Regions from separate parts of the Oryctolagus cuniculus genome. Here region 2 is linked to region 1. The links are chromatin contacts, called in public Hi-C maps. All regions are on one chromosome and are shown on one strand. The core of a region is the stretch at or near the end of the contact, and the rest is flanking DNA. Distances in the headings are between cores, read along the strand shown.

Region 1 (3,679 bases), core at 815-3,314:
TAGGTGGCCATACCTTTTGCGGATCATGATTCAGCCCACTACAGCAACTGCCCACATGGAGGTCCCAGGCATGTTGTGCTGGGCTGGGCCCTGGGGAGCCTGGACTTCCACTCCAGGAACACCTACCCGGCAGACAGGGCCAACTTCAGAATGCATGTGGGAAAGTGCACCCCCACCCCCACCACCGCCACCAGCAGCTCACAACCACCTCCACAGAAGCTTCCAGAGAAGGGTGGTGTCCTTGGGCATAAAGTCAAAAAGAGGCCCCGCTCAACTGGTTCATGAAAAATGCACTTTCCTCGCCTTTTCCCCCCAAGGGGGACATAAACAAAGGGTTTGGCCTGGCTCTGCCAATCCTGGCTTTGCCTTCTGCATCAGCTTTTGTTCTGACGAACAGGATGGCACTGCAAGGGACGGCCACTCCTGCCCGTACAGGTCCCAACCTTGGAGCGAGCTGCCGCCCTGGGAGAAGTTCAGACACAGCCATTGATTGTCCAGGCTCCTGGGAGCAGTAATGGGAGCCACCTGGCCTCTTGCTGGCAGGATGCCCATGGCTCAGGCCTGTGATGTTGACTCTGATCAAGGTGTTTTTTTTTTAAGATTTTTAAATTTTATTTATTTATTTGAGAGGTAAAGTTACATACGGGGAGAGGGAGAGACAGAAAGAAAGGTCTTTCATCCACTGGTTCACTCCCCAATCAGCCACAACAGCTGGAGCTGCACCGATCTGAAGCCAGGAGCCAGGAGCTTCCTCTGGGTCTCCCACGCGGGTGCAGGGGCCCAAGGACTTGGGCCATCTTCTACTGCTTTCCTGGGCCACAGCAGAGAGCTGGACTGGAAGAGGAGCAGCTGGGACTAGAACCGGTGCCCATATGGGATGCCAGCACCACAGGCAGTTGATTAACCTACTGTGCCACGGTGCCAGCCCCTCCGATCAGGTTTAATTCTAGTTCTACCCCTGGCCAAGCATGTGCTGGTGGGAAGTTCCTACGCCTTGCTGAGCCTTATCTGAAAACTTAACTGAAGACTGAACACGCTTTCTTGTAAACTGCAAGTGTACACCTGGCTCACAGTGTGCCCACAGTTGTTAAGGTTAGAATGACGGTTTTTTTTAAAAGAGATCTATTTATGTATTTCTGTCTATTAAAGGCAGAATGACAGAGAAGGACCAACAGAGGGGTGGGAGAGAGAGGGAAGGAAGGAGGGGGAGAGAGAGAGAGAGAGAGAGAGAGAGAGAGAGAGAGAGAGAGACTCTCCCCCATCCATTGGTTCACTTCTCAATGTCCAAAACAGCCAGGTCTGGACCAGGCCAAAGCCAGGAGCCGGGAACTCCAGTTGAGTCTCCCATGTGGGCTGCAGGGGCGCATTAGCCAGGATCGGAACCCGTGCTCTGATGGGGTTGTGGGTGTCACAAGCAGTGGCTGGACCCCTCTGTGCCCCAGTGCTGGCCCTGCCCGTGGACTGTTTGAACACTGCTTCGTGCCTTCCGCTCAGATCTTCGCACAGCTGTGTCCCTCTCGTCATTCAAGTCTCACCTGGGATGTCACCTCCTCAGAGGCTGTGCTGTCGGATTAATACCCCCTTTGATAAGTGGCCCACATTAAGTACCCCAAGAGCAGAGGACAAAGAAAGCTTGGAGGAGGGAGAGGTGGGGGGAACGCCACGGCCGCGGTGGTGCCAGGTGATGGCTGCGGCTTGGAGAGCTGAAGAAGCCTGGGTATTGGCAGAAATGAAGGCTCCGAGACCAGGACTGATGGTGAGACTTTGTCAGCACCGAGATTCAGACGGGGGCTTGGCCGCTGAGAACTGACTTCTACATCGCTCTGGGATGTCCAGCACTGCTCAGTGGTGGAGACCAGGTGAGGAATGCGCTCGGCAGGGTGTGGGTGGAGCTCTGGAAGCCAGGGAGCGGCCAGGGAAGGAAGGGCTTGGTGGAGGAGGAGAGGCCCCGGGCTCATGGCTGCAAGCTGGTGCAGCAGCCCCTGAGCAGGAAGTGAGTCATGGAGCCTCCCAGAGGCGGCTGGGCAGTCCACCCTCCCCAGCGAGAGCCCCCAGCAAAGCTACAAGCCCTGACTTTCCCTGAGTGTGAGGGGCCAGTGAATCACACGGGCCGGCCCTGGCCTCACTCGCAGTGTGCACTTGTCCAGCTGCCAGCAGCCAAGGGCCCTGGGTTCTTGGCTCTGCTGTTAGCTTTCGCCAGCGGCAGGCTGCCCCTTGGTTTTTCTCCCCGTGTGAGGTTGGGCTGAACTGTTCGCTCCCTCACCTGTCTGCTATGCAAAGTGTGAGGATTATCCGGTCCATCTTTCCCAAATTATTTGGAGAGCCTTTGTACAGAATGTACCGAAGATTATTGGACTAAGTCATAGTGCACTTTCAATTCACGGGGCTATTTTCTTTCAAAAGCCCTAATGAACCTTCTTGATGATCAAGCGGATTTTCTTATGGGGCTCCTTAGTTTTAGCCCCGGAGGCATGAGACGAACTCTGCACTCAGCATCTTAGTGATGCTCGCTGATTCACTAATTGGGTTTGTAATCATTGCATTATTGACTTGTACAGTTCTTGAAATGTTCTGAAGATCTTTTGTCACACACACACACACACACACACACACCCTCATCTACTTCACAATGCTCATGGAAAAATAGAATTAAAACAAATTTATTTTGTTGCAAGAAATTTGAAATTCATGCATAATTTTTCTTAATATATGCATTTTCCCTGAAGTTTTTAAAACTGCATGTGTATGTGCATGTATATATAAATAACATTTTTCTATTACTTATCTATTAACTTTATTAATTTTCTTCACATTGCTTTTTTCAAAGATTATATTTATTTAGTTATTTGAAAGGCAGAGTTACAGACAGGTAGAGGGAGAGACAGAGAGAGAGTCTTCCATTCATTGGTTCACTCCCCAAATTGCTGCAACAGCTGGGACTGGGCCTATCTGAAGCCAGGAGCTTCTTCTGGGTCTCCCACTTGGGTGCAGGGGCCCAAGCACTTGGGCCATCCTCTGCTGCTTTCCCAGGCACATGGAGCTGGATCAGAAGTGAAGCAGCTGGGACTTGAACCGACACCCATATGGGATGCTGGTGCCACAGGAGGAGGCCTAGCCTACTATACCACAGTGCCGGCCCCAACAATGTTCTTTGATAGGCAAAACTTTTTAGTTTTATAAGGTCCAATTTATTAATGTTTTCTTTTCTGGTTAGTTTTCTCTGTTATCCAAGTAATTTTTTTCCTACTCTGAGATTCCAAAGATATTTTGGTATGCAGACTGCTAGAAGCTTGTTGGTGCTGGCTCTCACATTTAGGTTTATTGTCTATCTATAATGAATTTTAGTGTAGGGTGTAAGGTAGCGATCCAGATTCACTTTTCCCTTCGTGGACATCTAGTTGTTCCACACTATTTGTTGAAAAGATTTTCCTTTCCCTTATTGAATTTCTTTGGCAAGTATACTGAATTTAAATTGATCATATAGGGGCCAGCGCTGTGGCGTAGCAGGCAAAGCTGCCGCCTGCAGTGCTGGCATCCCATATGGACACCGATTCAAGTCCCGGTTGCTCCACTTTTGATCCGGCTCTCTGCTATGGCCTGGGAAAGCATACAAGAAGGCTCAAGTGCTTGGGCCCCTGCACCTACATGGGAGACCCGGAAGAAGCTCCTGGCTCCTGGC
Region 2 (3,327 bases), core at 77-2,576, 180 kb after region 1:
TCACAGACTTTTAAGTTTGGGACTTATTTTCCCTTTGGAGACGTTGTAATATATATTTAAGATACATTTCCTGCTTAAGTTGTGCCTTTTGGCTTCACTGGGTTTTAGGGGCACAGGGGGTCGTGCTGCTGAAGAGGGTGGGTTTATTATCAAACCTGGAGCGCTGTGGTTTCCAGCAAACTGTCTTCTACTGAATGTGGAGCCATTATTAGAGTTGTGCATTTTTATTATGTAAATTGTATGATAATTTTTGCTTGTTTGATGTTCTATTTTTCTACTAGTTTTTCTTAGAGTTTCTTAAATAATTATACTAGATTTAGATTCTGATGCTAACTGCAAACCAGGTTGGTTGCTGCTTGGGCCCCTCTGGGTTTTACTGTATTGTATTTTATTTTTTAAGGGCAAGTGCAGGTGTCGCCTCTCACCTTAAAAAAATGTGAAACTCTTCCATCTCCCCTTTCTGCTGACTACACTGTACATCCACGACTTCCCACCATGCTTTCCATGGTCAAAAGAAAAAAAAAAAAAGCGCTATCTCATGCTTCCACAAATTCTAATAAATGCTGTCTCTGCCTTCCGTGTGTATGGTGTGGTTTCGGGAATTCTGGCAATGTGGCTGTGCCCCCATGGAAAGTTCCAGATCCTGTTCTGTCCTACGGCTGATGGCCTGAAGTGCCCAGCCTTATTTTCCTGCAGTCACTGGGCGGGGAAGGGTGGGGTGTCTTATTCCAAGCACTTGAGCCTCTGTTGGGGAACCCCTAACACCTAGTTTGGGTCCCCCTCCCCCAACACCATCCTCCCTCCACCTCCCATCTTCTGTCCACCCTGGCTTGGACCTGGGACCCTAGAGAGGCTGCAAACCCCCCCTCTCTACTGTCGCCTTAGGCTTGCACTGGCTGCCCCGCACGTGTCTAGCGGAATGAGGTGGACGGGGCAGGTTGTAGCTCTCAGAACCTGACGCCGAACCCCCTTGAGAAAGGGGGCATTTCTGGCTCTGGAGGTCCAGGCGGGCAAGGCACCCTTCGTTCCCACACACAAAAGCAGGGATTCCGGGGCTATCCCGGAAGACCTGTTTGTTGCCTGCGTGATAAGCTTTAAGCTCCGTCCAGGGAGCTGGACCGAGCTGTGTCCAAGCTCCTGACTAGGGTTCTGGGCCTGGAGTCCCTTCTGAGCTCGCGGCCTCATCGGCAAGCCGACCCGAGAGCACGGGCCGTGGGACAGCACGGACGTGCAGGTGTCTGGGGTCCCCGGTAGCCGTGGGCCCCCTCTATGCGATCACGGTTACACTGCAGGGAAGCGAGAACGGGGGCCCAGCAGCCCCTGCCCTACACCGCGGGCCGGCTTTGCCAAGCAGCCGGGCCCAGGACTCCACGCGACTTCAGGCTGTTCCTGGGTCCCGCGGTGACACACTGCCATCTAGTGGCCACAGTGCGGCAGCGCAGGCGGCTTGAAAAATTGCTGCCTGGGCTTCGGCGCGCAGGCAGAGCTGTTCCAGCCTGCAGCAACTTGCCCTTCCAGTTTGGCTAGGAAATACTTGGGGCACATTATCCAGCGGCCTGCACAGGGCGTCAGTCTGCGTCAGGGAGAGCCCCAGGGAACTGCCTGGGCTTCCAATCCCATCGTCACAGCCGGGCCTTGCTCAGGCACCACCAGTCAAGTTTTACCAAATTAAGCCCGTTTGCCCTAGACACTTAAAACACAACAACAAGGCAAAGTTGTAAAATGGCCTTGGGAAAACAACAGGCAGTTAAGTCCACTAAGGAAAGCCACAGCTCCCTCGGGTGCTTTTTGGGTCATGCGGTGCCCACGTGTATGCAGCGCGCCGGGACCCCAGCTACCCACCGTGGTAGCCCGGGTGCAGAGGGGAAGCTGTGGCTCCACTGGACAGCGAGCGTGCAATGGGGCTGGCTGGGGTGCACCTGACCTGGGCACCCAAGGGGAGGGGGAGGGTGCACATGCTGGTGCCGGGAGAAACTTCCAGAAACCGTTGAGTGAGCCGCATGGGCTCGCAACTCCCTGCTGGGGCCAGGCAGGGCATTAACAGAGGTTGGGGTGCAGAAGCCCCACGGGCGCCCTTTTTTGGTTGAGATGTGTGGCAAGAGGACTGAGAGAAGCAGACGGGCGAGGGAGCCTGGAGAAGAAATCCGTGCATGGTTTTTCATAATTCACATTTTTACAAACTGCTTGAAGTCCCTCGATGCACGCGAATTTGTAATCTTTGCCCCAATCCCGTTTTCTGTGAAACTTCCGCGATCCTCTCCTATTTCCCCACCTGAACGTAACAGACTCCCCAGGTCCTTAGGTTGAATAGCCCTTGGCATTGCATGTCTGCAGCACTCATGTGGACTCTGCAGGCGCAGGACGCTTGCCTGCTGAGTGTCATGAGTGAGATGACAAGTGTCACTCCTGTCACTCACTGCTTCATGCCGCCACAGCCACACCCCCTTCAGGCAGCTCCCGGCTCCTCCCGGCCCCCTCCCATGGAGACAACACAAGTCTTCCCTGAGGGACGGCGGGCATCTCTCTGGTGGGTGAATTGGCCTCAGAGGCCTCCACCTGCTGCACAGTCAGTACGGGAGGGGCAGTTCTCTGATGTCCCCGCGCGTACTGCGGGTGCTGGGGCTATCTCCAGTGTGCTCCTTGTGGGGACATCTGCTTTGTTTAGTGCACGCAGTGGGTGGAGGGACACTGGGAGGTGGCTATCACACAGTGGGGAGGGCTCTCAAGACACCCCAAAACAGAAGGGCATGCTGAGGAAACCGGCGATCGCCAGGTGGGCACTGTGGAAAAACAGGGAAGCAGGGCTGCTCCCGAGGGGATCCTGGGGGCCAGGGGGCCCGTGACGTGGGTGCTCTGTGCAGAGTCTGTTCCGTGCCCGCCAGGGCCACGCCTACGCACCCTGCAAGACCACCGAGGGAGGTGGCAGACCCAGGGGACTCCTGTGACCCCACAAGTGCCAGGCACCTGCAGGCCACTCCAGGGCCAGGCTTGCAGCTGCCCACACTGAAGGCCCTTGGGATGAGAGGAGCGAGCACTTGCAGGTGAAAACAGGTGAGAAATTTGTGAAATCTATGCATAGTTTATGACTTTAATAATGTACACTTTTTGTGGGTTTTTGAAGACACTTCATATGCATGGATTTCAAAAAATTTATGCCCCAATAAATTAATATTTTAATTCCATTTTCCATGAGCTTCGTGCAGGACAGCCATCAAGGTCTGACCTTGAACCTCATAGTGCGGGGACTGTGTTCAGCCACTTGTGTCCCTCCAACCCACACCAGCCCACCTTGCCCCGCCGAGTGGAGCCACTGAGCCCCCAAGGCCG

Evidence for each region. A called contact is a pair of places that touch in the nucleus more often than the background predicts.
Region 2: a Hi-C map of an unstated tissue shows a contact between it and region 1, with 11 times the contacts expected there. The contact joins two enhancer-like sites. A contact is called at or near these places in 5 of 6 Hi-C or Micro-C datasets (ear pinna, embryonic fibroblasts, psoas muscle and 2 more).

Annotation. Positions count from the first base shown.
Region 1 is chr9:84,881,882-84,885,560 of mOryCun1.1, forward strand. No RefSeq gene overlaps it. Among named protein-coding and RNA genes, the nearest start is that of SLC7A1, 95 kb to the right of the region's middle. Within about 2 kb of position 2,065, at least 1 of the 8 cell types and tissues checked has an H3K27ac peak or open chromatin away from gene starts, as enhancers often do.
Region 2 is chr9:85,064,990-85,068,316 of mOryCun1.1, forward strand. It overlaps SLC7A1 (solute carrier family 7 member 1), which reads left to right. Exons shown (of 13, transcript XM_070049065.1): 13 at 1-574. Among named protein-coding and RNA genes, the nearest start is that of SLC7A1, 88 kb to the left of the region's middle. Within about 2 kb of position 1,327, at least 1 of the 8 cell types and tissues checked has an H3K27ac peak or open chromatin away from gene starts, as enhancers often do.